Linked DNA regions of Sus scrofa: region 1 is linked to region 2. The links are chromatin contacts, called in public HiChIP or PLAC-seq maps. All regions are on one chromosome and are shown on one strand. Each heading gives the region's core, a stretch centred on a gene start, on an enhancer-like site or on the middle of the called end of the contact. The rest is flanking DNA. Distances are from core to core; before and after follow the strand shown. Region 1 holds the start of SNAPIN (SNAP associated protein). Region 2 holds the start of HAX1 (HCLS1-associated protein X-1).

Region 1 (3,927 bases), core at 1,071-3,570, 520 kb after region 2:
CCCATTTAGGACCTATGCCATCCTTCTATAGTAAAGCAGGATACCAACTTTTCTTCCCTAATACTCTAGAATCCCCAGCTCCTTGAAACCTCTCTCAACTGTACTTTGTTGTTGAAATATTGCAAACTGTTAGTGTCTGGATTTTTTTTTTTTTTTTTTTTCTAAGAAAAAAGATTAAAAGTACTTCCTAGTAGGGCTCTTGGTCTTGTTTTTCCTTGGTATCTGGCCGTCTCTTGCTTTCTGTACTCTTCATTGAAAATGATACTTCAGTCTTTTCATTGTGAACATTAGATCTCAATTTGAAAGCTGTATTTGAATTAAAGTAGAAGACTCTTGGAACCTTTTCATATACCAGAGTAAACTGGAACACTGTTTAAGCATTTATTGAATTAAATGGTTCTAGTAACTGCTACAGTAGTAGTCTAGCCGATGTGGTCAACAGAAGAGGGTAGATGGGTCATTCACCTTGACTTTGCCTACCCTTTTCTCTAAATCCTCAGTGCAAACAAAGGAAAATTGGAAGTCCCACGTAGAGGATACTGCAGGCGCCCCAATAACCTGGCGTGTAGCAGAGGAAGCCTCTCCATTGTTAATGAGGCTTGAAGATGGTAGAAGAGGTGGGCCTGATGAGTATGTAGCTGGGGAAAAAAAATGTGTAGAAGCCTCAGCTCATTCTTGGAAGCAAGAGCCATAATAAATCCTTTGGGATCCTGAGTCCTGCCACACATGGGTTTCTTTGGGCCCCACAAAAATGGGTAAGACTTTAAGTGCTTCAAATGCAAGCCAGAGGGCTGCCTTTTTGATGTCCCAACACCTACAGGGAGTCCTGGAGGAAACAGGCAGCCAGAGAATAGTATTTGTGCTGTTCTGTGGCCATGGGCCCCACCTTTTGGCCTGTTACTTGCTTGGGGAACCAGGAGGATAAACGCCTGAATCCAGCATTGCCCTCCTTCGGGCTGTTTCCTTGGCAACACTGTGGTTTAGCCGCCTCAGCCGTTCCTACAAAACAATATTTTGGATCAAATAACTATTCTGGAAAGATTTAGAGTTCACTATTAAGGTGCTGGAAAATATCTTAGGCTTGCTTCATCTCGATGTAAGTCTAATGTATATGTATGTAAGAACATAAATGACAGCAACTGGGTACTGAGAATAAATACAGTAAGTTCTATTATGGCTGACATTAGCTGGCAACTCCCTTTCCCCAAAGACTAAAAATTATGGTGAACTGTGTTAAGCATTTCATGATACCCCTGGAGAAGAGGAGTTCCTTTTGTGGCTCAGCAGGTTATGAACCCAGCTAGTATCCATGAGAATAAAGGTTGGATCCTGGCCTTGCTCAGTGGATTAAGGATCTGGCCATGAGCTGTGATGTAAGCCAGCAGCTATAGCTCCAATTCAACCTCTAGCCTGGGAACTTACATATGCCACAGGTCCAGCCCTAAAAGGCAAAAAAAAAAAAAAAAAAAAAAAAAAACTGGAGGAGAATACTCTGAGAACTTAAAAAGCAGAACAAGGAATCACTGTTGGCAGGAAATTCCTTTACCTGGGCATTCTGTAGGATGTTATTGACCAAGACGACTCGTCGCCGAGCATTAAGGAGCTTCTTTACATAGGGGTCGAGATCCAGAGCCACTTTCTGATCCTCATTTATGCGGCACAGCTCTGGGGATGGAAGGAAAGCGCAACTAAACACGTAATGGCCCGTTTCTTGCTCCTGGGGCTAGTGAGCTAGTAAATGCTTTGGAAAACACTTGTTCACATCAGAACAGTCAAGAGAAACTTAACAAAGTCCACTGGCAGCAAAGAGGTTGGCAAAATTCCTGAAGAGCTGTAGTACCCCGGGTATGCAGGGATGCTTACCGGTAGCTAGGTTGTCAATTTGTTCCCGGAGCTCTACTTGGCTCTCTCTGCAAAGGGGTACAAGGCCTTCAGTTACTGGAACTTACGAAACCCACTCCCGGGTTCCTCGAATGCTAAGAGAAGCCCGCCTCTCTCTCCACCTGCCGGTCTTCCGCAGTTCTGCCCTGCCCCAATCAGTTAACCAATTTATCCTTACTCCCACCTGAACTCCAGGCTGCGCTTGAAGAGTCTCCGCCCTGTCTTAGCCCCGCCCCTACAGAGCCAAACGGAGGAGCGTCATCGCCCCGACCTCCCCTCTCCTGCACCTGACAGCGTGGACGTGAGAGTCGAGCTGCTGCACAGCGGGTCGCAGGAACTCGAGGAGCCCCTCGGCGAAGAGGTCGCGGCCTGCAGGCCCCGCCACTGGGGTCCCGGCCCCGGACACAGCGGCGGAACCAGCCCCCGCCATCACGAACTGCCCTTACTCCCGGAACCTGCCGCGAGGGCCGCCGGGAACTGAAGCCCCGTCAAAGTGCGCCGCCAGGGGGCTCCCGGGAAGTGCCGGCTCCGACCCAGTCACAGGGGTTTCTGGGAAATGCAGTCTCCGGGACTGGGGCGGCGGGGAGAAAGGCTCCGACCTTCAAGCTCCGGGGAGTTGTAGTTCTTTATAGGCCTTGAAGGGGGGCGGGTTCTAAAGGTGCCTATGATGCTTCAGTGGCAGATTTGAACAGGATGGCAGTGAAGATGGGAGTGGGGAAGGAGTAGGGCAGGAACCGTTTTTGGCGGGGTGGTAATTTTTGTTTTCTCCAAAAGTCAAGGATAAATGCTTATATCCTCAGTTGTCCATAGCGTTCCCATGTTATTAATGAGGTCATAGTAAATGTCTGAATTTAGTGTATTTTTTTAACAGCACTAAAATATGTACAAAACTGCATGTGAGGAGTTCCTGTCGTGGTTCAGCGGTAACCAATCTGACCAGTATCCTTGAGGATGCGTGTTCTGTCCCTGGCCTCATTCAGTGGGTTAAGGAGCCCCGTGTCGCCCGTGAGCTGTGGTATAGGTCACAGACATGGCTTGGATTTGGTGTTGCTATGGGGTAGGCCAGCAGCTGTAGCTCTGATTTGAGCCCTAGCCTGGGAACTTCTATATGCCATGGGGGCGGCCCTAAAAAGACAACAAAGAAAGAAAACTGCATATGAATATTATTTTTTAATAGCTTTTGTTTTTATTGATTTATGCTTTTTTTAGGGCCACCCCCCTGGCATATGGATATGTGTGTGTGTGTATATATATATATGTGTGTGTGTGTGTGTGTGTACATATATATATGTAAGATCAATGATTGTAATAGTTTAACTCTAGACTGAGTTCTTTTGTGGCACAGTGGATTAAGGATCTGGCGTTATCACTGCAGGTGCTTGGGTTGCTGCTGTGGCGCAGTTCAGTCCACCTCAGGAAATTCCACATGCTGTGGGTATGGCCAAAAAAGTAATGTTGGGAGTTCCCTTGTGGCCTAGTGCTTAGGACTAGTGCTTTCACTGGTGTGGCCCAGTTTCGATCCCTGCTCTGGAACTGAGATCCCACACCAATTTGCTGCACACTGCAGCCAAAAAAACTAAATAAATAATAATGCCCACTCTCCAGTTCTTTAAGAATCAAGTCATTAGCCACTGCAGTCAGTGACCTAGAGTACACCCTGAAAGGAGTTTAGGAACAGGATGAGGCACTTTGTGCTCTGGGAAAACTGGCAGAATGACCCTCAGAAGAAAATTTTATGAAACTCTTCCTTGCATCTTCCCATACTTAGAAATCACTAGGACCGGAGTTCCCATCATGGCGCAGTGGTTAACGAATCTGACTAGGAACCATGAGGTTGCAGATTCGATCCCTGGCCTTGCTCAGTGGGTTAAGGATCTGGTGTTGCCATGAGCTGTGGTGTAGGTTGCAGACGCGGCTCGGATCTGGTGTTGCTGTGGCTGTGGCGTAGGCCAGTGGCTACAACTCTGACTAGACCCCTAGCCTGGGAACCTCCATATGCCGAGGGAGCGGCCCTAGAAAAAGCAAAAAGACAAAAAACAAACAAAC
Region 2 (3,943 bases), core at 155-2,654:
CATCTTCATCTTCGTCGCGAGTCATCCCTCCAAAAAAGGGATCTCTGTGGCTGGGGATGGATGCAGATTGGCCACCAAGATTTCGGCACTACTTAATCTATAAAACCAGCTAATGGTGGACAAGAGTAGGAAACTGGAAAGCTGAAGCGAGCGTTAGAGAACTGGCCATCGTGTCTGTTTTGTTTTTATCAAAGCCAGTCCTCGCCTCGCGGCTCCCCCAAACATTTCCCCTCAGCTTTTCTTCAGCGTTCCCCAACCCCTCCCCTCTCTCCCAAGGTCCCGCTCGCTCACTGACCCCTTCCCCAGAGCTGCATTGTCTTCCCCACACTTGGGCCCCTGCTGCATCACCCCAGAACGGAGAAACGTTTAAGCGCCTGTTTCTCCTCTTAACGACTGCCTTGGTTACTGCCGCGGGGTGTGTGCTCAATGTTGTGACTTCTGCCCTCTCCGCAGGAGTTGCATGAGTGGGGAAAAGGATGTTTTTCCAAAAACAGTGTGTCAGGGGTCAAGCTTCCCTCAGCGGATCCCCCTCCCTTATCTGACCCGGACCCATTCTCACCTCCGAGGTCTAGAAAAGCCGAAAAATCCCCGAAAGAGATCAAAGAGGCTCATTCCCGTCGTGGGACTCGAACCTTCGAACCCCAAAGCCGGGGGGAGAAACCAAAGCTACGCCGTCGGAAATTGAGCGAAGCGTCAGACCACGCTGCCTGAAAGCAAGCCTGCGATCGGTCGGACACTGTCGTAAAACGACCGTAAGCGGGGCGTGGTTGAGGGCGGGGCAGGCCTATCGAATTCGAAAGGTTTTTTCTTTTACCCCACCTGTTCCCTGTGAAGGGAGTGGGTGTACTTAATTTTCGTTTTCCAACAGTCACCTGACTCCTAAGCCAATTCCTTCTGCCGACCAATGCGGTCGGTCCGACAGGGTGTCTCAAGGGTTTCACGCCGCCGGATGGCACCGGAGGCAGCCGCCAGAGGGCAGCCCATCCGCACAAATGAACTGGACCAAGGCCCTCCCTCACCGCCGGCTCACTACACCCATGGACTCCTCCTGGACCCGCCTCGGTTTTGTTTCCTGACTGAGCCAATTAAGTCTGATACCAGAGGGATGGACAAAACGTTGCATCAAGCTCCTTCTAATGTAGTGACTTCCCCAGAGTTGAGTAAAAGAAAAAGACTCAGGGAACGCAAGGACTTCTCTCTCCAGCTGTTAAGAATTCCTCTAATTCTTCCAGGCAAGCTCTGCAACCAGCAGGTTAAAGACTTCATAAGAGAGCAAGGGAACTCTTGGGAGGGAAAAATTGGGGGCTTTTAGTATCTTTTTCCTATCATTTGACTTTCAAAGCCTCTGCCTCCCTGTACCCCACCCCCATCCTAACCCTGGCCTGACTCTAGACTTCTTTTCAGGGGCTGGGTATTAGTTATGTGAAATGAAAGCACTCAAGCGTCAAGAACTACTGCTTCAGATTTGCTGGCCAACAACAGTGCATGTTGCCCTCATTTCTTTCCAGTTCATTTGCCTGGACCCATCTTAATTAAACTGATTCTGCAAAGCCATTTCTTTCAGTTTTCATTTAATCCTCTTCCGTTCCACCCAGTATCTGCTATCCATTCCACTCCCTTCACCGCCTAAAATCTGCTGTAGATCTGGAGAAAATGAAGATTTGCAGTGATTCTTTCCAGGCCACGCCGTGAAATTCTTAGGGGAGAACGGAAGGGAACCCCCTCAGGGGCAAGATACTAGCACATTAAGGTCGGAGTTCTTAAAGGGCGAAGATTTCATTTTATTCCACTGCCTTCGGGGCCTGCTAGAGAAGGCCCAGTTGGTACAGTAATACTTATTCACCAAGCTGGTCATCGACGAGACTGAGGATATCCTAGACGGAGCAAGAATGGGCAGAGGCTGAAGGTAGAGGTTTTCTTTTTATATATACAAGACACATTAATCCATTAAATTTGAAGACACAGTACAAAAAAAAAAAAAAAAAAAAACACTTCAACTAATTCATCTGACAATGCTGTTCATGTTCATGACACCATTTTTTGTTGTTGTTGTTTTGTTTCCTAATAATAAAGGAGGAGACTTAGGGCTGTTGGGCTGATATATATTTGGGGGTCCCCCCTCCCCACCTCACCCACACCACCAGGGTGAACAGGAGGAGGAGAAGGAAGGGCAGGGCCCACAGCAAAGTTTCATAATCTTGAATGCAAGAGGGGAGGAGGAGAGGAAAGGAAAAAAAAAAAAAAGAAGAAAATACAAATCCTATAATACATACAACAGAGTGGGGATGGTATGGGAATGGGACAGACATGAAGCTGAGGCATGGGGTGGGCCGCTGGGTGTGGGGGGCAGCGGAACCCCCCCACATTCCTTTCTCTCTTTGATGCTGTTTCCATAGTTGCCAGGCTGAGAAGCCCTCTCAGAAGATGGGACCGGGAGAAGAGGGTCAGGGCCTCAGTTGGCCCCCCAGCTGTAGCTGTTGTAGGCAGACTTGTTGGTCTGGGGCTTCTGCGGGATGGAGCTGGTCTGGCTACGTTGCCCGCTGCCCGTCTGCAGGGGAATGGGAGGATGAATGGGGAGGAAAAGTCTAGTTAGTGGGACAAATTTGTGACATCTTCAGGTGGAGATTTGGAAATTGTTTTACTCTCCCATTCCCCTTGCTTAGAGCTACTCTGAAGCTTATCCTTTTGCAACCATAGGAAATTTGATTTATACAGCAGCTAGAGCACCTCTGGCAAATAAAAAAGCACTTTCAAACTTCAAATAAGGGAAAGATGAAAAGAGGGCAGGATACTTTTAGAGACAAGATAGTGAATCCGTTCTACTCATTTTCAATTCCACCTTCTCCCCACGCCCCCAAATCCATCCTCCCCTGCTCCAAAGAAAGGCTACTCTCTAGAGAGAATTATGGCCTCTTGGAGATGAGTGATCACAAGGCAATTTCGCTTTCATTGATCTTTTCAATTTGGAGAGCTAGCTTTGGGAGCAAGGAAGCCCTTACTCCATCTCCACAGCCCCCATGACAAGAGGAGGAGAGGTCACTTGCATCACCCCATGGCTCCCCACCCCCACCCCCACATCACATCGAGAGCCCATTTCAGATAAGGCAAAAGTCACAGTCTGAGGCCCCAGGCTCCAGATGCTGCCCCAAGAATCCTTTCCATTCCAGTAACCAAGTGTTTCAAGAGTCAGGGAAGGGTAGAAAGAAATAGAAGGCACTGAGGAGGGGAGGACAAGAGAGGAACGGGAGGCCAGAGAGCTCAGCAAGGTGTTTGTGTTTGTGTGTCCCGATTTGTGACCATGAAATCTTTTCTCTTCAAGTTCCCTGAACTGTGGAGGTGAAATGGGGACTGAAAAGGAGTGGGTTCAAGCATATCATCATTCAGTTTCATTACCTGCTCCTCCTGCTGGCGCTGGCAACAGAGAATCATCTGCAAATATGGTAGCTGAGGCAGAACCAGGATATATGGAAAATAAAGGGACAAACTTTGACAATAGAACTCCACCATTAGAAGGGAAAGCTATAATGTCAGGGAAGGGGGAAGGCTGGGAGAGGTAAGAGGGGAGGTGTGAGCCAGGTAGATGGGAGGAGGACAACTGTGCTATGGGAGGAGGTGGAGGAGAAAGGCACCAACGGACTGGGCAAAAAAGGTTTCAATCTGGCCCCTTCTCTGACATCTCCTTTGCCGGCCACTCGTGTTATGTACGCTTGTGTCTTGTATGTGCTGTGTGCCCATGGCTGGCGCTGGGGAGGATTGGGTGAGGTGGTGGTGAGGAAGGGTAAGAAAAGGAAAGGGGAGGCAGTCTCAAGGGATAGGAAGGAAGAGGAAGGGAAAGGAGAGAGGGGGAAGGGCTATTACCTGGCCATCCTGCTGCAGGTGATGGTGAAGGATCTGGGAGTGCGGCTGCTGATGGGGGGTCAGAATGTGCATAAAGGGGGCAGGT

What was found. HiChIP or PLAC-seq counts read pairs in DNA pulled down with a chosen protein or histone mark.
Region 1: an H3K27ac HiChIP or PLAC-seq map of alveolar macrophages shows a contact between it and region 2. The contact joins the promoter of SNAPIN here to the promoter of HAX1 in region 2. A contact is called at or near these places in 1 of 5 promoter capture datasets (fetal liver), 2 of 47 Hi-C or Micro-C datasets (embryonic fibroblasts and heart right ventricle) and 1 of 2 datasets of contacts at active chromatin or transcription factors (alveolar macrophages).

Annotation. Positions count from the first base shown.
Region 1 is chr4:95,987,157-95,991,083 of Sscrofa11.1, forward strand. It overlaps SNAPIN (SNAP associated protein), which reads right to left and starts at 2,321. Exons shown (of 4, transcript NM_001243486.1): 1 at 2,169-2,321; 2 at 1,864-1,910; 3 at 1,547-1,665; 4 at 368-999. The coding sequence starts at 2,311. The coding sequence ends at 898. It overlaps ILF2 (interleukin enhancer-binding factor 2), which reads left to right. Exons shown (of 14, transcript XM_005663409.3): 14 at 1-412.
Region 2 is chr4:95,469,568-95,473,510 of Sscrofa11.1, forward strand. HAX1 (HCLS1-associated protein X-1) reads right to left here and starts at 1,405. Exons shown (of 6, transcript XM_021089792.1): 1 at 560-1,405; 2 at 1-50. The coding sequence starts at 612. It overlaps UBAP2L (ubiquitin-associated protein 2-like), which reads right to left. Exons shown (of 27, transcript XM_021089781.1): 26 at 3,859-3,943; 27 at 1,555-1,874. The coding sequence ends at 1,836.